Regions from separate parts of the Triticum aestivum genome. Here region 1 is linked to region 2. Evidence: chromatin contacts called from public Hi-C data. All regions are on one chromosome and are shown on one strand. Each heading gives the region's core, a stretch centred on a gene start, on an enhancer-like site or on the middle of the called end of the contact. The rest is flanking DNA. Distances are from core to core; before and after follow the strand shown. Region 1 has its middle 110 kb from the start of LOC123147514. Region 2 holds the start of LOC123147514 (ACT domain-containing protein ACR8).

Evidence for each region. A called contact is a pair of places that touch in the nucleus more often than the background predicts.
Region 1: a contact with region 2 is called in a Hi-C map of leaf, with 5 times the contacts expected there. The contact joins the enhancer-like site here to the promoter of LOC123147514 in region 2. A contact is called at or near these places in 3 of 5 Hi-C or Micro-C datasets (leaf, root and an unstated tissue) and 1 of 1 datasets of contacts at active chromatin or transcription factors (leaf).

The regions. Positions count from the first base shown.
Region 1 is chr7A:453,815,843-453,819,352 of IWGSC CS RefSeq v2.1, reverse strand. No RefSeq gene overlaps it. Among protein-coding and RNA genes, the nearest start is that of LOC123147514, 110 kb to the right of the region's middle. Within about 2 kb of position 2,167, at least 3 of the 8 cell types and tissues checked have an H3K27ac peak or open chromatin away from gene starts, as enhancers often do.
Region 2 is chr7A:453,700,481-453,704,088 of IWGSC CS RefSeq v2.1, reverse strand. It overlaps LOC123147514 (ACT domain-containing protein ACR8), which reads left to right and starts at 1,286. Exons shown (of 4, transcript XM_044566786.1): 1 at 1,286-1,641; 2 at 1,741-1,923; 3 at 2,012-2,659; 4 at 2,753-3,474. The coding sequence starts at 1,543. The coding sequence ends at 3,124.

The DNA.
Region 1 (3,510 bases), core at 918-3,417, 110 kb before region 2:
AATAGCAAGCCCACAACGGTGGTGGACCCCCTAGGTGACGTCCAGCTTCAACCAACGAAAAAGGGAAGCCATTAGTTGACTAGCGCTCCTTCGAAAATCTCGAAACGATCAGCGCCACTTGGCGCGCTTTCAGCCATTTGCTATGTGTCGCGCTATGGGCCTTCCCTCCGGATTTTGTTTTTTATTTATTTTCCGCACGCGTTTTCGGCTATTTAAAAGATTTTTTCTGGGTTATTTCGACTTTTTGGTTTTCCATCAGTCTTTCTTAACTTTTCCATCAAAAAAAAATTGCTTGAATAAATACGTTTTTTTTTCTTTCATGAGAGTCACGGTTTTGCTTTTGCGAGAGACACGGTTTTGCTTTCGCGAGAGTCACGGTCGTGCCTCTCGGAAACGAAAAAAAACGTGTTTTCTATTTTTTTTTCCTTTCGCGAGAGTCACGGTTTTGCTTCCGCGAGAGGCACGGTTGTGCTTTCACGAGAGTCACGGCCGTGCCTCTCAGAAAATGAAAAAAACGCGTTTTATGTTTTTTCTTTCTTCGCGAGAGTCACGGTTTTGCTTCCGCGAAAGGCACGGTTGTACTTTTGCGAGAGTTATGGCCGTGCCTCTCGGAAACGAAAAAAATCGTGTTTTTTTTTGTTTTTTTCCTTTCGCGAGAGGCACGATTGTGCATTCGCGAGAGTCACGGCCGTGCCTTTCGGAAACGAAAAAAAAGTTTCTGTTTTTTCCCTTTCGCGAGAGTCATGATTTTGCTTCCGCGAGAGTCACGGCCATGCCTCCTCGAAAACGGGAAAAACATATTTTTTTTTTCTTTCACGAGAGTCACGATTTTGCTTCCGCGAGAGGCACGGTTGTGATTTCGTGAAAGGCACGGCGTGCCTCTTTCGGAGAGGGAAAAAACCATGCTCCCGGTTCGGTTTTTTCGTTGGTTTTTTCGGCCAGTTTTTCATAAAAAAAGTTTGTCAAGACCTATCAACATGGTACCTAGTTTTGAAGATCTCGACGTGAGAAATCGAACGGTGAAAACTGTTTGAGATTTGGACGTACAGTTTAAGAGATAAAACGTTTTAAATAAATGAATTTAAAAAAAAAGAAAAACTCTCAAATTACGACAATGGCATGTTATATGTATGTAACTTGTCACAACTTGAGTAGTTAGAGTAATCTTTACGATGAGTACTTCTCAACTAGTAATTTCGACCAATCTATGGTTGAGATGGTTAGGTGGACAGTGGTATCCCTAACCCATCAAGGTTCAAATCCTGGTGCTCGCATTATTCCTGGATTTTTTCAGGATTTCCGGCAATACGCTTTCAGTGAGAAGAGACGTTTCCGTCAACGACGAGGCGACTATGGTGACTTCGTAAATCTCAAGATGATATGCCGGCTCAGTCTCTCGGAGATGCTCATAGGGATAGGATGTGCGTGTGTGCGTTTATAAAGATGAGTCTATGCGTGTGTATATGAGCGCTTGTGTCTGTACCGATGCTAAAAAAAACTAGTAATTTCGATGAAAAGGAAAGGTGACGTCCAGCTGAGAATTGTTGTCGGCCCGCGCTGGCGGAGTCTGTGGACCTATCCCTAACAACGTGCTGGTTCCAGAAACAGCAGCGACTGGCTTTGCCTTGGCCCTTGGGCTTTCGCTTTGCTTAGCAACTCGGCAAAACAAAAACTCTGTCAGAGGATAGCGATCCGTGACCTGGCCTGGCCTGGCCCGGCAACGATCGATCGACCGATGGTCGCTATCAATGAATGCATCAGCGCAAACAAACGCAGGGCGGGCAACTCGTGATTCGTGATTTAAGTTGTCTCGTGATCGATCAGATGAGATGAGATGAGATGACAGCCGCCTGCACGCATGCCATGCCATGCCTGATCACTCCGTGCGAGGCTCGGACGACTCCGCCTGCGCACACACTGCTCTGCCAACAGTGTAGCGCAGACCACGCATGTGTCTGCCTACCCTGTGATACAAACAGTTTCACGCCCGGCGCATTCAAATCGACCGACCCGACCGATGGATCGGTCCGTGGATCGTGGCAGCAGGTACATCATCAATGCACGTTGCATTGCAGTGGGGTTGCACGGCGCGACCGATCTAGCCAGCCACGATCGAGTCGAAGGACAGACGGACGGACGGACCGGTGGATTCCGCATTTATGATGGCGGGCTGGATCGAATGTTGCGAGCTCCGTCTCCATTAATGGATGTCTGTGTGCAGCTGCGGGTGGGGCCATGACAGCCAGGCTCGCCGTCCGTCCGTCCGTTCATATGACCCTGTCCAAATCTGGGAAATCCATGTCCGTACAAACGCACAAAGGGGTACCGGCCGGCCGTTCCGTCGGTCGGTCACATGCTTGCTTCCTTCCGCTTAAACGCCAAGATACGTCCGCCTGAAGCCTTCTTGCTCTTGGACGGCCGGAGAATGTTTCCGTTCATCATCATTACCACTAACATATGACGTTGCTACCTTTCCCTTGTCATCTCTCTCTGCTACGTACGCAATGCCGTTCCATCCTCTCAAGAATATACGTATTTGCTCACAAGAGGAATTAGTCTGCGCCGACGGATTTGAAAAGAAATGCCCAAAAGGCAGAACATGTTGAATGCGGCCCTTGAACGGCAGTGACGGAATGCCTCGTGGCACGGGCCCCATGCAAACACAGTCGTCGCAGCGCGACACGACACGTCGGAGCCCGCGCCATGGAACCGGGGTGGAGAAGCGCGCCCCGGTCCGTCTCGAGCCTCGGACCTCGCTCTGCTGGAGAGGAGAGGGGTGCGTGCCTGCCCTGTAGCTGCAGTGTCAGTCTGGCGACCGGGCCGGGCACATGCCGTCGGCGTGCGCCTGCCTCCACCGCACCGCGGCGAGGCAGCGACACCGGGTCCGACGAAAACGTGTTCCGCTGCCGCTGCCGCAGCAGCGCCCAACCACCGGCGAGGCCCGGGAATTGATGGGTCTCCACCGCATCGGTGCCGGCGCCACGACACCTAGGAAACACGATGACGCCCGCCGGACCAGACCATGCGCTACGCCTACGCTAGCCACACTGGCTCCTGCCGGGACAGGCGGCATGCTGTGCGTCGTCCTTCCTCGGCCCCTGCTTTTGCTCCTACCCTTCCCCGCTTTGGGGGGACACCGTACCGCTTTTGCTCCGGAAAGCAATCTGGACGACACCGGTACACCGCCATGGCGATAGGCACCGGTAGTGGTCGTAGGAGCAGTTGGGGATTGTGTTCAAGAAAGTGGTTGGGGCACTGTGGGCAGGGGTACTCCTACCTCGTAACAACATCGTACCCTAGCTGGTTAATCAATGTTCCAGGGGAGTACTAGTAGCCATCGGTAACTAACAAGAAACCATTCAATTCTTATTTTGTTTCAAAAAAAATGTTGAAACCAATCAATTCTTATTTTGCTTCAAAAAAAATGTGTTGGTTTCAAGGTGATATGTGGTACATCTTGCATTTCGGTCATGAGCTGGACGACTATCTCCCTCTTTTATTCGAACAGAT
Region 2 (3,608 bases), core at 37-2,536:
TATCATTTTTGTGTGCGTGGTAGGCCGCGCATGTACGTATTTTATGTGGAGCCGGTCAGTCCAGAGCTCCAAAATTGGACGGACCCACGCCCGCCCGCCGGGCTTTGTCCGTGTCACCGTCCCTTGCATGGCAACAAGATCGACGAAACAAAGCCTTTGCTCCAAGGAAAACAAGACATTCGTTACCGTAAGTAGCAGCACGCCACTGGGTGCAGGCAAAACATACAACGCCCGATGAATTTTCACGTCCGATTAGTTACCAGTACTAGTAGAAATGGGCAGATGGGCTATGGTAAAGTCCAAGGAAAAAAGCGATCGGAGGCACCAAAGGATACGGACCCATGTTTCGTGGCGTGCGGCCTCGGGCGGCAAGGACGGGACAGCAACGCGACACCCAGTGCCCGCCGGCTGCACGCGCGAAATGACGATCAGGCCCCTCCGTCCTGCTTCCTTTTTGTGCGTTGGACACAGGGGCAGTCGGGTCATTTAAGTTTGGGCGGGACGAGGCGGGGTTTGGTGATACAAGTGGCAACAGCGAGATGACAGCGTCCGTAACGACGACACAAAAGCGCGCGGCAGCCGAACCGGGCCCGCCACCCAGGCACAGGGACGGCTCCCCTCTGGGCCGGGCCCGCCCACCAGCCCCCGTGCCGTACAGAGAAATTCCACCCTGCTGTTTCGTTTCTTTTCGCGAGAATCGTTTCTTTTCTTCTTCGCCGCTCGTTAACCTGTTTCTCCAAACAAAATATATTTTTTGTTTAGAGTTGTCAAAGAAGAGATACTTGTGTGCATTGTGGAGTACTACAGTATTAAACTGAAACGATGGCTCTATGTTGAGCAGCCTCGGTATATCACCCTCTTGACGTCTTCGGGCCACAAGGAAAAACTTGCCACTGGCTGTACTTCTCCAGGAACAAGAATGTGACCGACGGTCAAATTTTAGTTACAGGATCGTGACGCATCATGTGATATTTTTACTCCATTCACTTAGAAAACTGTTAAAATGTCATGCGCAAATATAATTGTGGTCGAGGCTGTTCATATTTTTATTACTACTCCTTCTATAGGAGCGTAAGCAGAACACCAAAATATTAGTAAAAACTGCCGTTTGGTTAAGCGGGACTCAAAAGGAATTTGCAAGCAAGAGAAGGAATGCCTCCACGTGGCGACCCGGCTGGCTCCCATGAGCCGCTCCTGCGTCCATCCATGTGGCCCCGGGCCCACCGACGGACCCCGGCTCGTCCCGTTACATAAACATCGCCCCCAATTCCAGTTCCCCGCAATCCAATTCGAACCAGCGAGCGACAACAGCCAAGGGGAAGAAGAAGAAGCCTCCAAACCGCGGGCGATCCCCCCCAAGCTCCTCCACTCCACCCCTCGCGCCCTTCGTCCCCGACCTCGCTCCCCTCGCTCGCTTATATACCAGCCGGACCGCCCTTTGGTTCTGCGGAGCACTTAGCTTTGAGAGCGCAAGTCCCCGGCCAAGAAGAGGAAGAGGCAGCGCTGCGGTGTGGGGAGTCCCTTAGGCAGGCTGCAGCAGAGATGGAGTGGCTCAACGAGTACGAGAAGCTGGTCATTAGGATGGACACCCCCAAGGTCGTCATCGACAATGCCGTCTGCCCCACCGCCACGCTCGTCCAGGTGTGTGTCCGTTCCGTCGAGGTCCTCCGTCCGCTCTCCGGCGGGTTCTTGGTTGGATGCCTGGATGGGGTTCTCATTTTCCTGTGGTGACTGTTGCAGGTCGACAGCGCGAGGAAGAGAGGCGTCCTGCTCGAGGCGGTCCAGGTGCTCGCGGACCTCGACCTGTCCATCAACAAGGCCTACATCTCCTCCGACGGCAGGTGGTTCATGGATGTCTTCCATGTCACCGACCGCCTCGGCCGCAAGCTCACCGACGACAGCGTCATCACCTACATCCAGCAGGTAGGAGAAACTTTCTCTCTTTCCTGGCCTCGCCGGAGCAAGAAAGGGGCAGCATTTCTTATTCGATTTCTCCTTGATTTGGCTGCAGTCTATCGGGACCTGGAACGGGCCGTCGAAGCCGGCGGCGCTCGAGGGGCTAACGGTCCTTGAGCTGACGGGCGCCGACCGCACGGGGCTCATCTCCGAGGTGTTCGCCGTGCTGGCCGACATGAGCTGCAGCGTCGTGGATGCCAGGGCGTGGTCGCACCGCGGCCGCCTCGCCTGCCTCGTGTACCTGCGGGACGAGGATGTGTGCGCCGCCAGTGTGGAGCGCATCGAGGCCCGCCTCGCCCCCCTCCTTCGCGGGGACTCGGAGGCCAGCGGCGGCGCCGTGGCTGCGGTCCCCGCTGGCTCCATCGCGCACGCCGACCGGCGCCTCCACCAGCTCATGTACGCCAGCCGCGACCAGGAGCGCGCGTTCCCAACTCCCTGGGTGTCTGTGGAGAGCTGGGCCGAGCGCGGGTACTCTGTGGTCACCGTTCAGTGCCCAGACCGCCCCAAGCTGCTGTACGACGTCGTGTGCACGCTCACCGACATGGACTACCTCGTCTTCCACGGCACCATCGACACCAACGCCGGCCAGGCGAGGCAGGAGTTCTACATCCGTCACGCCGACGGGAGCCCCATCCGCTCCGAGGCCGAGATGCAGCGAGTGAGCCAATGCCTGCAAGACGCCACAGAACGGCGATCATTTGAGGTACTTTCCACGCCAATTTTGTACTATGGTACCAAACTTCCAAAATCTTTCCCATTCATGGATGCTAATGTGTCTTGATTTCTGAATTTCCAGGGAGTGAGGCTGGAGCTGTGCACGCCAGACCGGCCGGGGCTGCTGTCGGACGTCACCAGGACGTTCCGGGAAAACGGACTGCTCGTGGCGCAGGCTGAGGTTTCAACCAAGGGCGACATGGCCACCAACGTGTTCTATGTCACCGGCACCACCGCCGGCCAGGCCGTCCAGCAGAACGTCATTGAAGCCGTGAGGGAGAAGGTTGGCGTGGACTGCCTTGTCGTCGAGGAGCACCGGCCGCAGCTCTACCAGAAGGCCCGCGGGCAGGACGACCGGGACGACCGCAACGGCGCCGGCATCGGGCTGTTCTACCTCGGCAACCTTGTGAAGAGGAATCTCTACAACCTGGGCCTGATCAAATCCTGCTCATGAGGCAGAAACCGGATAACGATCAAGCCAGGCTCTGCTCGTCTGAGCACCCTGCTTGGTTCAACGTCCATTCCACAGTCATCGCTTGTACAGTGGCTGAGGAAGATCCAGGAAAGCAAAATGAGGGCCGGGATCAGGAAGAAGCAGGATGATGGAACCTTAGCAGTAGACCAGTTGCAGACATGTACATAAGTGTCGGAATTCGATTACGATTAGATGTTGCTATTTAGCAGTAGTAGTACTAGTGCCGGTGTGTAGTGGGTGCCATTCATGATGATTTGTTCTCTGTACCTCGCTGTTGTTGCCTCCATCTTTAGCTAAGAAATTCTTTGGGGACGGTTGGCTTTGCTTCTCTTCTCCCTGTCTGTCTGCCTGCCTTCTGCCGTGTCTGTCTGCCCCTGTGTGATTAGTAGTAACTGCTTTTCTGCATTGTTGATGATGTGCTGCACCTGCAATCCTGCATCTCACGGTCCCTCCGTTACCTAGG